Linked DNA regions of Mus musculus: regions 2 and 3 are each linked to region 1. Evidence: chromatin contacts called from public HiCAR-type and promoter capture Hi-C data. All regions are on one chromosome and are shown on one strand. The core of a region is the stretch at or near the end of the contact, and the rest is flanking DNA. Distances in the headings are between cores, read along the strand shown. Region 1 holds the start of Bfar (bifunctional apoptosis regulator). Region 2 holds the start of Txndc11 (thioredoxin domain containing 11). Region 3 overlaps Snx29 (sorting nexin 29).

Region 1 (2,550 bases), core at 28-2,527:
TCATTTATTCCTTTAGAGGTGGCTGATCTCAAACTCATTCCATAGCTAAGTCTCCATAGTCTTAAACTTTTTTTTCTTTTTCAAGACAGAGCTTCTCTGTACAACAGTGCCCTGGCAGTCTTAAGAGGACTCACTTTGTAGGCCAGGCTGGCTTCGAACTCACAGAGATCCTGCCTCTGCTTCCTGAATTCTGGGGTTAAAGCGCTACCATGCCTGACAGCCTTCAACTTCGAATCCTCTTGCCTACTCCTTGCCTCGTTTGGGGATTACAGGTGTGCCACCGAGCCCAGTTCGTTTATATGCTACTGGGATCGAACTCAGCACAGCTTGGTATGTTAGTCAAGCAGTGTACCAACTGAGCTTCATTCCCAGCCCCATCTCCAACAACGTAGAGATGTTAAAATTTTGAAAGATCAAATCAATGATTGTCCAATTAAAGCAAGCTGTATTTGGGGGGTACACCTAGGCTAACTGACTGTCTCCTCCTAAATCGGGTTTTGAGAGAGCAGCCTCTGCTGGCTTATAGGAGATAAGAGTTTAAAGAGTTGTTTAAAGAGTTGGCTATTGCCGGGTCTGGTGGCGCATGCCTTTAATCCCAGCACTTGGGAGGCAGAGGCAAGTGGATTTCTGAGTTTGAGGCCAGCCTGGTCTACAAAGTGAGTTCCAGGACAGCCAGGGCTATACAGAGAAACCCTGTCTCGAAAACAAACAAACAAACAAACAAACAAACAAAACCCGAGTTGGCTATTAACACGTTTTTATAAAGATACAATGAAAGGGAAGGAACGAGGGCACGTACATGTGAATGGGGTTGCAAACAGTTTATTAAATCAGAACTGAGAAACAGGAACTTTTTCTTTCTTTGGTTAAGTTTCACTATGTAGCTTTGACTGTCTTGGAATTCACTCCGTAGACTAGACTGGCTTCGAACTCACAAAGATCATCCTGCCAAGCATGGTCTCACAACGTCATAGATTGAAAACATAGTACCATTGAGTTCTCAACAGATCTAGATCAAGGTGGGTAGCTGCGGAGTAAATGTGATAACGCCATTTTACCCCAAATTCCGACTCTATAAATAAAACTTTAAGGACTGCTTCTGTGGTTTTCTTCATAAATGTGAAGTTAAGATCTATTACGATGCATTCGGGCACTGTGGGAGACTTTGATGGCTGAATAAAGCTAGCTAAATACGGGAACGCAATCCAGCTGGAACCTCCAGACCTGGGGCGGTGACTTCTGTGCTTGGCTCGGACGAAAAGGAAGGGGCGGGTCGCGTTGGTGCGCATGCGCCCGCATGCCCCTAGAGCAGCCGCTCTAGGCAGCCGGAGGTCGCACGGGGTTGAGAGCATAAAGAGGTCTCTCCTCTATGGTTGCGGGAGCTGATCGTAGTCGGCCCCTAGGCCCAGGTTATTTCCGGAAGCGAAGCCTTGTCCTCTACTTCCGCGGGGTCCTGGCAGGTGGCGGTGACAGAGTGGGTACCAGGACTAGTGGCGAGGTGAGCTTCGGCACGGTGTGGGGTGGTAATGGTCCGGCAGGGCGCTTGGCTTGAGAGTGCGGCGCGGGAGACGGAACTGAACCCGCTCCCGGAGCTGCGCTGGCGGGGACTGAACCCGCTCCCGGAGCTGCGCTGGCGGGGTGGGTCCAGGCTCTGGGGCCTCCTCACCCCGGCCTGGACGCGTCCCAGCAGGGCTGCGGACCGTAGCCCCTTCCCTTACGAGGCGAAGACCCACGCCACTGCAGGTCTCTAGTCCTCCCCCGCGTCGGGGTCTGGGTCAGAGCCACTCGACCCTGGGGTGGTGACAGAGATGGGTCTTGTTTCCACTTACTTGCGGGCTATGGGCGCCCGCCACGTCGGCTAAATCCGAGGCACCTTCCTGTCCCAAGGCAGAGGGTTTCATAATGGGAAGTGAGGATAACGGAACATCAGACTCCAAAGTGACACCGAGGCTGACCTAGAACTTAGCTCTTCTCATTCCCATACACACGACTCAAAAATCGTGTGCTGATGAGAGCGTGTGTGTGTGTGTGTGTTTTAGAAGAGAGACGCTGTGTCTAACTGGGGACCTTTAACTGGGCAAGGGGCAAACCCCTAACTTTGGTTGAGAAGAGAAAGTGGGAGCCATTGGGTCCTCCCCACGGAAGCCCATTGGCCCGCCCTTGGAGTGGCCCCAACGTCACACCAGGAGAGGCCAATGCGAAGGAGTTTTCCTTTCACCTTTAGGTACGGACTGCACGTGCTGATGAAGTTTTATTTACTTTTGTCAGTGCTCTTTTATAAACAGCCTGGATGTGTCCCGACCAAAGTGCACGGTATATGCCAGGGAATATCGTCCATAAACCTGATGGGAAAGCTGTACTCTGTCCAGGCTGTTCACACACACACACACACACACACACCCTTTTCCCCCTTTCTCTCTGGCAGTATAAATGCTAACCACACTGTTAACAGCATTCAGTAAAATGTGACAGTTAGTAATGCTATTATTATCAGTCAGCAAACTTTTTACCTGGTCGAAGTTTGACATCTAATCCCACAATCCTTTAGCG
Region 2 (2,550 bases), core at 29-2,528, 2.5 Mb before region 1:
AGTCTCTTCCCCCTAAAACTCCTAATTTTTGGCCCATCTTGACCTCAGGGATCTCATATTGTGTTCATTACACTCAATCTGTGCCCACATAAATCTCCCTCTGGACAGAAGTGCCAAGAGGATATGTCAAGTGATAACAGATTTTATAAACTGCAATGTCAAATGATATACTGATGATCTGAGGCAAGGAGTATAATTGAAATATAAACTTTGTATCTATCTACACAATTTTCTGAAAAGATGCACATTAGCTTCCATTCTTCCTAAACTCCAGCCTACTCAGGCCTTTTCCAAGTTTCACAAAAAGACCAAGCTTGCTCAGACTCCAGATCTTTGCACTTAACTGTTTTGTAATAGCTCTTACCCCAGCTCTTCCACCTCTGCCCCTTCCTTTCCTTGTGTAAGTGGCTAATGCCATTTTCCTATGAAGGCCCTTTCTGCCCTACCCAACCTCATCCTTCTATTCCCTGCATAGCACTTATTAAGGTCTCTGAAGTGTTTGTTTATTGTATATCATCACTTCAATGAGAACTCCAGGGAACGGGGATTTTTGTCTTCAGCATTAACGGGTGCTCAGTACAAACGTGCACTGTCAGTATATCAAAGGCTTGCCTGGATTCCCAAAAGCGACTAAGACCCCTAAATGGCTTGTGAATCATCACACTGCAAGCATTAAGGAAAATGGAATGAATTAAAACTGAGCATTATAGCCTGAGCAAGAATTGACATGTGCACCCCGAGAGACCCCAACAGGTGAGAAGCAGCTCAGAAACAGGGCCAAACGCCCTCGGTACATAATTGATATAGAGCAGCACCCTGGAAACGCCTCCACGCCGAACTAGGAGAGTGGGGGACCGCGGCCGCCGGGAAGGTCAAGCCTGTGGTCGCAGGCAAGGTCAGGCTCGACTTCCCCGAGGAAGACAAACAACCCTCGACCCCGGAGGCCCCGAGCTGGCCCCGCGCAGCCGGGGTGGCATAGCTCTGGCCGCGGAGCCTGAGTCCCGGCAGCCTCACCTGCAAGTGAACTTGAGGGCGAAGAGCAGGGCGCAGCCGAGAGCCACGGCCCCGCACAGCAGCTCTGGCCGCTGGCGCGCCATAAGCGAGGCGCCGCGCAAGCCGCGGCGGATCCGGCCCTCCAAGGACGCCGCCGCCCCGGCAGGGCTGAGGGAGCCTGAGCCCTTGGGGCCGCCACCCTCGTCCTCGGCGTCCTCGCTGTTGTTCCCGCCGCCGCCGCCGCGGCCTCCGCATTCCGACATTACATGCTCCCCGTGGCCGGCTTTATACCGTCGCTGCCGCCACCTCGGGCCCGGGGACCCGGCCCCGCACGTCACTCCCGGACCTCGCAGCCAGCGGCGCTCACTAACCCGGACTCTCCACGTCAGCCACACTTCAGAGATGCCCCGCCCTCCGACTCGGAGCCTGCGCGAATGCCGGCTTCCCGCGAAGCCACGCCCTTTGGGGGCCACGCCCTCGAGCCCATGGAGTCTGCGCGGGTGCTCGCAGCACTCGCGGCCGCGTCAGCCTTCCACCGGTCCCGCCTCTCTTGTAGCGACTCTGCGCAGGCTTGCAGTCACTCAAGCTAGACCTTGTCCTTCATTCACTGCGCTGACGCTACATCCTCGCGTCCGGAAGCTAGTTGGTGGTGTCTCCTTAGCGAGTCCTTCCGTTGGTCGGCCCTTCCGGGTACTGTTAGGGCTCAGATTGTCGCTAGTGCGTCAACACTGTTGACAGACCCTTCAGGACATGGGTGCAGTTTGTTATCTCTGCTTTTCAGAAAGTGGGGCGGGGAGGCCTCGTGCAGAGGCGAGAAGGACTGGAGGACACAGTAATAAAACGGAGACCGGGCTGCTCTGTAATGGGGTAGTAATAACGCTGCATGCCTTCTGCTTCAGTTTCTGCTTGCAGGATTCTACCTTGACTTCCTTCAATGATGGTAAAGTGTAACCAAAACAAACCCTTCCCTCCCCAAGTAGCTTTTGTTCATGTGTTTATTACAACAGTAGAAACCTTGAGACAAGTACTGATAAGTGGTAATTACATTCAACAAAAGAACCCAGCTCTAAGTAAAAGGATGGATGTATATTGTGTAATCCCATTTCTATGACCCATGCTTGATGGGCAAATCCACAGAAACATAGCAGACGTGATTAAAGTTTGGAAAGTATTGGAGTCAGGACATTGTCTGCCTCACGCCTCCAAGCAATAAGAATGCAAGGCCAGCCTAAGATACAGGGTGAATTATCTTCATTTTTCCTCCCAAAATTAGGTTTATATGAGTTGTGTATAATTTTTTAAACCAGGCTTAGTGGCACACAACTGTGGTCCCAACCACTCGAGAAAACCAGAGGACCACTTGTACCAGGACTGCATAGAGTTTTCAAGGCCAGACTATGAAATTTAGCAAGGCCCTATTTCAAAATAAAGTTTTGGTTGGGGCTGGAGACAAGGCTCAGTAGTAAGAATACTGCTGTTGCAGAAAACCCAAGTTTGGTTCTAAATTACAGGTAGTGAACTACCTCATACTTCAGGTAATCTGATGTCCTCCAAGGT
Region 3 (2,550 bases), core at 15-2,514, 2.0 Mb before region 1:
GTGCTGTCTGCTAGCCACACTTTCAGGACATGGTGACTTCATGGGCTACTTTTAGTTCTGTGACCGTGGGATCTGTTTGTGACTTACATTCCTTTTCTGAGATTCTCCAAGTCCTCAGAAGTTGCTTCTAGTTTGGAAATACTTATCTGAGAATCAGTAAGTTCATGTAGCCAAGGTAAGGTATAAGCTGTGTATCTGATTGGTTTTGTGTAAGAATACGCTCTATAAAAATTCCAAGTGAGACAGAAAGCTTATGTTCAAAGATTACCCTTGTAACAATGCACAGCATAGCTTGATGGTGAAATTATTCCAATCAAGTTTTCTCTCTTCATTTCCATTGGCTCCTCACCCTGCCATTCCCCAGTGAAGACCGAGCTTTGCCTGATACAGACCACTGCTGTGGCTGCAAAAGGGAGCCAGGGTTTGTCCGCTCACAGTGAACATACTGGAGCCCTGTGTGACTTTATGTTGGAAGCATTTATGGAAAATTGTTGCAGCTCTCTGACTCCCACTGCACCCTAGGAAATGGCAGTGACACCTGTCCGGGGCTTGCGTTCATGGGAGCGTATTAGCAAGTCCATCAGCAGGGGTGCAGCAGCTGTGGACTCCGTGCATGTGGACAGTCTACAGGCATTATTGGGAGATTTGTGTGTGCTTCACGTGAGAGTAGCTTAAGCTTTTGTGAAGAATAAGGCAAGTGGGGAAATTACTTTCCATAAGCAGAGAAATGCTGAGAGACTTGCTGACTTCTCACCCCTGCTTTGCTCACTGCATTGTGTGAAGGCATCCTTGGTGCCATTTGCACTTTGTATGTCATATCTGCGGTGAGGTTGGCATGTTGGGGACATTGGATCCACAGAGCAAGCAGATGGAAGCATCAGGTGAGCAGAATGTGTTCTCTCCTCTGTGTACAGACATGTCAAAGAGTAACTAAATACTAAAAAGCACATCGCGGAAGTGTTTCCTTCTGCACATTTGTCTTTGTAATAAAAAAGGGCATCTCCCTTTTCCTCCTTGATGTGAGATTCACGTCCTCACTTCAGTGCACCCAGGCCTTATGTTCCTCCTCTAACAGTATGCGTATTTTATGTATCATGTTAAATACCTGTGACAAATAGCCTGGCATCATTATGTATATCCTAACATGTAGTAAATGCTGTGTGAGTCCACGTTTGGGAGGAGTCTGCTAGGAGGCAGCAGTCTGGCCAAGTGAGGCTGCTTGCCCAGGGGTCTTCCTGAAGCGTTCAGGGACAGCATTTCAGAACACCCTCTCATGGTTCACTGAATTGCATACTTGAGTGGCCTTGCATTGGCTACAAACGACTTTATAGCACTTCTATCTTTGCTTCTTTGGGAACCAGCCAAATATGTTGAATAATTGAGTTTGGAAGCTTCTATGGCTCAAGCTTGACCAGCTGCATGTGGGGTTGGTGTAGTTTTAGAGCACCCAGCCAGGGCTCTAATCTTCCCTCCAGGAACCAATTACACGGCCTGGAACAGGCTCTCGAAGCTCCTGAGTTCAGAGCTGCTTGTGGAAGGTGGGATCAATCCATCTGCCCCTCAAAGCTGTCATAAGAAGCTGACTAAGAACATGGGAAAGATGTTATTGTGCTGCAGACAGAGTCAATGGTGACGAGCGGTGGCGCCGCTGAGGAGTGTGCAGCCACAGTTAGGAAGGAGCTCATTTCTGTTTTCTCACTTGAACCCAGGGACTTCGTGAATGGAGCTGCATTTATTCCCATTGCACCACTAGCTGGGACATCATCATCACCATTGGTTAATTTATTTTTGCACTGCTAAGTATTGAACTCAGGGTCTTGTACATGGCAGGCAGTCACGCTACCACTTATCTATATGCACCCCCAGCCCCAGCAGGAACTTTATCAACAAACATAACTTAGACAACCCTTGGACAAGTGTTGTTAAGGGTTGAAATGGTCTAACCATAAACTGCCAGACTCATTCAACTCAAGGTTGCATGCCACTGCTGGGTGCACAGTGCCATGGTCTCTGGCAGGAGGGAGACTGCCAGGAGCAGGGGCTCAGCATGGGCAGGGCCACTCCTGAGGCTGATGATGTCCTGCTTGCCTTTCCAGGTGGCTGAGATGCATGGGGAGCTGATTGAGTTCAACGAGCGTCTACACAGGGCCCTGGTGGCCAAGGAAGCCCTGGTGTCCCAAATGAGGCAGGAGCTGATTGACCTCCGAGGACCGGTGAGTGCTCCCCACCAGGAAGCAGGTCTGAGCCCTGCCACTTCACTCTGCTCTCCCTGAGGCTCCACCAGGCTTCTGCTACCCGAGTTAGTTCATTTCTGCCGGTGTCAGTGACCGAGGAAGGTACAGGAAGTAGACAAGCACACACCCTTGTTGCACCTGCAGACTGTATCATTAGAGAGTCATGCAGTTGTATGTGCTTGTCATACAGGCGCATTCCATGTTCCTTCCACAGTGCTGTGCTCTCAACTGACTTAGACCTTCCACTGTGTGTCTGTGCTCTGCTGTGTGGACAGATTTCTGCAGCCAGGAAACAGGCTTCGCTTTGTGTTCTTGT

Evidence for each region. Promoter capture Hi-C pulls out the DNA fragments that hold promoters and counts their contacts. HiCAR-type assays count read pairs that join an accessible place to other places.
Region 2: a contact with region 1 is called in a HiCAR-type map of astrocytes, with 2.9 times the contacts expected there. The contact joins the promoter of Txndc11 here to the promoter of Bfar in region 1. A contact is called at or near these places in 2 of 39 promoter capture datasets (cranial neural crest and hippocampal neurons), 1 of 484 Hi-C or Micro-C datasets (CD4 T cells), 5 of 115 datasets of contacts at active chromatin or transcription factors (astrocytes, epiblast stem cells, large pre-B cells and 2 more) and 1 of 9 other capture datasets (liver).
Region 3: a promoter capture Hi-C map of liver shows a contact between it and region 1, with 3 times the contacts expected there. The contact joins the enhancer-like site here to the promoter of Bfar in region 1. A contact is called at or near these places in 3 of 39 promoter capture datasets (hippocampal neurons, liver and pre-B cells) and 1 of 115 datasets of contacts at active chromatin or transcription factors (large pre-B cells).

The regions. Positions count from the first base shown.
Region 1 is chr16:13,670,581-13,673,130 of GRCm38.p6, forward strand. Bfar (bifunctional apoptosis regulator) reads left to right here and starts at 1,278. Exons shown (of 8, transcript NM_025976.5): 1 at 1,278-1,498.
Region 2 is chr16:11,133,254-11,135,803 of GRCm38.p6, forward strand. It overlaps Txndc11 (thioredoxin domain containing 11), which reads right to left and starts at 1,279. Exons shown (of 12, transcript NM_029582.2): 1 at 1,015-1,279. The coding sequence starts at 1,256.
Region 3 is chr16:11,629,362-11,631,911 of GRCm38.p6, forward strand. It overlaps Snx29 (sorting nexin 29), which reads left to right. Exons shown (of 21, transcript NM_028964.4): 16 at 2,097-2,213. Among named protein-coding and RNA genes, the nearest start is that of Gm32100, 47 kb to the left of the region's middle. Within about 2 kb of position 1,265, at least 29 of the 459 cell types and tissues checked have an H3K27ac peak or open chromatin away from gene starts, as enhancers often do.